Regions from separate parts of the Hordeum vulgare genome. Here region 2 is linked to region 1. The links are chromatin contacts, called in public Hi-C maps. All regions are on one chromosome and are shown on one strand. The core of a region is the stretch at or near the end of the contact, and the rest is flanking DNA. Distances in the headings are between cores, read along the strand shown. Region 1 holds the start of LOC123449788 (cytochrome c-type biogenesis CcmH-like mitochondrial protein). Region 2 holds the start of LOC123449790 (exosome complex exonuclease RRP44 homolog A).

Evidence for each region. A called contact is a pair of places that touch in the nucleus more often than the background predicts.
Region 2: a contact with region 1 is called in a Hi-C map of leaf, with 8 times the contacts expected there. The contact joins the promoter of LOC123449790 here to the promoter of LOC123449788 in region 1. A contact is called at or near these places in 2 of 6 Hi-C or Micro-C datasets (both in leaf).

Annotation. Positions count from the first base shown.
Region 1 is chr4H:589,069,900-589,072,720 of MorexV3_pseudomolecules_assembly, reverse strand. It overlaps LOC123449788 (cytochrome c-type biogenesis CcmH-like mitochondrial protein), which reads left to right and starts at 1,378. Exons shown (of 3, transcript XM_045127120.1): 1 at 1,378-1,659; 2 at 2,444-2,575. The coding sequence starts at 1,519.
Region 2 is chr4H:589,210,683-589,213,718 of MorexV3_pseudomolecules_assembly, reverse strand. LOC123449790 (exosome complex exonuclease RRP44 homolog A) reads right to left here and starts at 1,729. Exons shown (of 24, transcript XM_045127123.1): 1 at 1,499-1,729; 2 at 1,280-1,417; 3 at 1,014-1,171; 4 at 400-455; 5 at 161-283; 6 at 1-59. The coding sequence starts at 1,552.

The sequences.
Region 1 (2,821 bases), core at 129-2,628:
CATGTAGCTCAAAATCCAGTGAAACACGTTTAAATCAGGCTATTATCATTATCAGTACATAGACAGGCTTTCAACATTTTTTCTCGCCACAGTAGTGTCTATCTCAACATTCATCCAAGCTAAATTGCGACGCCAACATCCACCTCAGTGAGCTTACTAGAGTGAGAAAATTGTGTTAGTTTAAGAACGGTGGCCGCTGACAACGAGTTGAGGGGGCCAACTGAGAAAGACAATGACAGCTTTGGGAGTTCCGATGCAATTTTCTCTTTCCAAAAGCTGCCGTCGAGGATATTCTCCTTGGTTCTTGGTTATTACTATTTTCTAAGGCGATGAGAAGTGTAGAAACAAATTCTTGTGTAATATACAGTTCACATGTCAGTCATTTTGTACATTTCCTTAAAATAATTTTTTTATGACAAAGTTGCCATACATAAAAAAACCCTGCAAATAGCAGCTGCATATGTCACTCGGTAGGATGCAATGCTCAACAGTCAACAGCTATTAGTCGTTTTCACTTGCTTACCTTAAATTTTAGAAGGGTTCTGCCTGTCTGCCCAGACCTACAGATGCTTCCCTGAACATTATATGCTTATCCCGAGAGATAACTTGTCCAAAATATACTTTGCTACTTCTAGTTAATTAGTCTGATCTGTGGTGGATAGTTATTAGTTATTACTTTACAAGTGAGGTCACAACCATCATTGTTGTGCGCCACAGTTATTTGTTTTTTGCTCTATGACCAACATGTAATAGGCAAGTCTTTGGCTCACAGATGGCACTGAGATAAAGACTTGGCCCTTTTTTCCTCAGATACGCTAAGATAAAATTAGAGCTCTACTCAGAACTCGAGGCTCGAGCAGCTCATGAACTTCCAGTATGTTGTATAACATTGGTTAATATGCGCTTGAATATGTACTCATATGGGTCCACAGTGGACGAGAGGTTTGGTGAGCCTGATCTTTAAAGAATGCCGTGTCATGAATTCTAGTAGAAAGTATCGGTTATTCTACAAACATTATAGGGTATACTGGGCTAATTGAAAATAAAAATCTCATAATGTATTTGTTAGTCTGTGAATTTCTAACTAGATTAGTTCTGGGACAATAGTAATTCTGTTTGTGATCATATTTTGTCTGAAGAGCTGCTACTATCTGCTACCATTTCTGTTCAGCACTATAAGAAATATCTGAACAACCTTTGTTCTGGTATAATTGTGAAGATCTTTGTGAACCAGCAAAAGGCATGTTCCAAGCTGGGACCAGCAAACCCTGTTTTCTTCACCAACTGCTTCAAGAATATATTGTAGCTTGAATCAGCAAAAGACAAGAGTAAAACTTTGCCAAGCTTGATAGTTTAGTCTTGTCATAGTAACTTAATCCTAATGGTTGTGATCTGTTTTATTTCTAGAACCTTGGTGGTATTATTTTGTACACTAAGTACATAAATAACATTTTATTTCTTCAGTTTCTTATATGCAGCTACTTTGTTACAGTTCATACAGATAACATTACCTTGACCATGGCTAGTGAAGAGGATGTGAAGCAGCGGCAGGTTGTTGAAGACCGTGCAAGAAATATTAGCCACAATGTACGGTGCACTGAGTGTGGCAGCCAGTCCATTGAAGATTCACAAGCAGATGTTGCAGTTCTCCTTAGAAGGGTACTTTTCGTTCTATAACCTCACAGTGATTGGCTGCCTGACCTTGTTGGTTCAGTTAGTTGTCAAACTTTTAGTAGCAGAGCTTTGCTTATTCCTGTATACCTTTTCATGTTTCCACAGGATCCGACCTTTGCTTTGTTGTTCTCTTGATCTTAACAAAACGTAACTAAGATTAGAAATTCAATAACACTCTTAGCTGAGGTAACACTTGTACTTGAGACCCTGTACTGATCAATACAACAACAACAACTACGCGTTTCAGTCCCAAACAAGTTGGGATAGGCTCTTGGACTGATCAATCATGGCGTAACATAAAATGTGTTCACCAGCACCCAGTAGTTAAATGCAAAATAGGATTGAGAAACTTGAAATGATATTTGCTATCATAATTTCTTTTTTGAAGAACTAGTCTGTCTGTATGTCCTTTTCGGAATGATAAAGATGGTTTTGGTATGCCGCAACTGGTTTGGTTCCTCGATTATATACATTTACGTGCCTTTTTACTTGACTAGGTTTCTTAAACTTGGATGATATTTCTACCTTTTCAGCTATAATATTAATTTTTATTACCCTTTGCTATACCAGAAAACTGTTTTCTGATTCAAAAGCATTTATTTGCACCATGTACTACATATACAAGAGCAAAATTTAATCTTGAGTTCTCGACGTCAATAAACGCCCTTGGTTTATATGTTTTAAAGGATCGAAATATTATCGCCTTACACCCAATATGTCATGGGAAGCTTCACGGCCTCAAGAACTGACATATTTGTCATTTTTGCAGCTAATTCGTGATGAAATAAAATCTGGAAAGAGTGATAAGGAGATATACAAAAAACTAGAAGAAGACTTTGGAGAAACAGTTCTATATGCCCCTAAATTTGATCTTCAAACTGCTGCCATATGGTTATCGCCGGTGAGCCTTAATTAGTATTTCTACATGGTGTTCATGCTTTTATTATGCTAGAAGTAATATCAGTTGCAGTTTTTGAGCATATTATTTGTTCGTTTTATGCATGCATTGTGTGTCTTGGTGAACCCAGGCACATTCCATCATCACAAACTTTTGCATGATGATGTTTTTCCCTGAATAGAGACAGCCTACAAAAACGTCTCATATTTTGGGATGGAGGTAGTACTTAGTAACGCCCTAGCTCAGTCT
Region 2 (3,036 bases), core at 480-2,979, 140 kb before region 1:
TGGGACAACCACCAAATCGAGCAAACCAGGCTGCGCAAGCGATCGTACATATGACTCAACTGGAACCAGAAATAATTTGTGAGGCAACCATACAATCATTCATGCAGTATTGTAAAAGATTCAGCTATGAATTTCATGCAACAGACTATCCAACTAGCACCTGTCTCTGCATTTAGGCCTTCTTCAGTAGCTTTCCGTTTGTTATCTCTATCATTTGTGACCAGCAACACTTTGGCACTGTCACCAAGGTGACTCTGGTACCAACGAGCAGCAACACGGATTGCTGAATAGAGAAGAAGTGGCGAGTAAAGAGCAGAGCATACATTAAGTATTTAAGTGTATATAGAATCCCTGGAAATGGGATATGCTGTACATAAATATAACTAAGCAACTCAGTACCTCTATCATTACGATCATTTGGACTCTCTCCAACCATCTCCTTGACATAAGTATCCCTGTACGTTTTTCAGTAAATGAGTAATCCTAATCATATGAACAGGGAAGAATAACATCGCTGATGCTAAGCAGATGCAAGTTCTGATGTGGGCAGCTTATGCACGTCTCAAAGAACAAAAGCAGAATTACTAATTAGTTGCAGATAAGTACTTGCACATTTGTAGTGCAACTCGTGCAGAGAAATTTTGCCGATACAATCTTGTTAATAGTGGTCAAGTTCAGGTCTAAGTGCCATACGTGGCAAAGATAAATGCAGTTGAGAGGGCACACCACTTGAACACAGTTTTAGGAAAGACAAAATCAACTTGGCCCACTTCGAAGAATTTACTGCACGTCAGCTTAGTTACTCTAAGAAATGTGGCCAGAGAACACACATCAGATGCAGGAATTATACTTTCATAGCTAGTACTTCGTTTATCTGCACCACTCCATCGACTAGAAATCTCAACGAGTTCTGCTTCAGATAGGAAGCAAGCAAATATGCCAGAGCCTAAACTCACACCTACTGATCGACCAAAACGACCATTCGGAGAACCAAGGGTGGAATTCAGGCGTACCTGTGGTGCTCGTTGGTGAACACGAAGAACCTCCGAGCCGTGTTGGTGCACAGCGTCTTGAGCCTGTTGTACACGGAGAGGTTCTTGTTCTTCACTTCGTCCAGCACCACCGACAGCACCACGACATCCTCAATCGCCGGATTCTCCAACAAATCGATCTGCAGCAACCTCTCAGAGCATCAGCAGTCGGAACCCCCGACCCTACAAGGCACGCTAGATACGAGAGGCGGGAGCGGGAGCGGGAGCGGGAGAGCAGGGGCACGCACCTGGTGGAGCACGACGTTGGTGTCGACGACGAGGATGGCGGCGGCGTCGGCGTTGAGGCGGCGGGCGGCCGCGTCGCAGGAGGGGCAGGAGAAGGCGCCGCAGGGGATGTCGTCGCGGAGGTAGTGCTCCCGGACCACCTGCGCAGACGGGGGGAGGGGGTTAGCTAGGGTTCCGGCGGGGCCTCGGCGAGGCGGTGGTTGCGGTGCCGAGCGGCGGACCTTGACGACGCGGCCCTGCTTCGTCTTCTTGACGAACGACTTGCTCTGCAGCATCTTGGCGAGCTCGGCCGGGCGCTGGGGAGCGGCGGCGGCGGGGGGCGCGAGGAAGACGGGTGGGGGGCAGACCTTCGGCGGCGAATGGCGGCGGCGGCGGTGAAGGAGTGAAGCGGTTTAATAGGTTTGGTGCGTGCCGTGGTCGTCTAGCACCGGGTTGAGCTTAACCTGGGTCTGGGTTTGGGTTTTTGATTCGAGCCGAGCGGAGTGTTTCTAGACTTCACTCTCACCTGGGGCGGGATGCTCCAGCGGGTGCGCAAAAACCGTGCGCGCGTTAAAATAAGTTGGACGCGCTGTTCATAGCCTCATCCCGCGCTGGTAATTTGAAGCGCACACTTCCGCGCGCGGCATACTCGAACGCGCGCGCGAACTCTCTCTCTTTCTTCCTCCTTCGCACCGCGCGCCGGCGCCAGCGCCCCTGCCACCATGGATGCGCGGACCGGCACCCCGCTCCGTTCCTAAATATAATTCTTTTTAGAAGTTTTTATAGGGGCTACATACGGATGTATATAGACATATTTTAAAATATAGATTGATTAATTTTGTTTCGTATGTAGTCCCCTAATGATATATCTAAAAAGACTTATATTTAGGAACAGATGAAGTACATTCTATCCATATAGTGCCTTCCAAAAATTAAACCAGCATTTTATTTTAAGATTGATAAAGTTGTCATGGACATTTTTTAGTTGACAGAAACATCTGGATGCACATAAAATATCTAAAATAATTAATTTTAATGGATACGGAACACCGTTGTTCTCCTAACCATTTAAATAAAAGTTGGTTCACGAGTGATTTTGGACTTTTGATCATCCTTTCAGGTCCTTCGCTTCTGGCGGCCTCGGTCGATTTCTAGTAGTACTCGCTCCGTTTTTATGTACTTCGCATACTAGTTTTGCTCTATGTCAAACTTTATAAAATTTGCCCAGTTTCTCAAAAAAAATCTAAACTTTCACAATAAAAAAATATACGTGGTATGAAAATATATTGAATGGTGATTCCAGTGGAATTGATTTGGTGTTGTGGATGTTAGTGATTTTTTGTCTAAAGTTTGATTTGGTATCCTATAAAATTACTACTGTACTTCACACAATAGACATCCATCCCTATTTCATAGGAATCTTAAGTAAGTTCAAGCCCCTTTTTTATTTATTTTTCTGAAGTAATTCATACTAAATAATGGTAATTATTAATATGGATAGTACAACACACTTTCATTCTATCTTTGTCTAGTCTCACTCCCCAATCATGCGGATGTTATGTGTTTTGTTTTCTACCAAATGCAAAGTGTAGAATTCGTCTGTTTGAAAATCATGTACTTTTTCACATTTCTTGGTGTTCAAATAGTCTTGAAGAGATAGAAATTTTGTGTAGTCCATGGACCAAACACCGTCTTAAAAAAACTACGGGTGCCAATTGTTAGAGTATGGTGTTTTGGTGTGCACTTAGAGCATCTCCAACAGCAGCGCAAAACAAGCGTC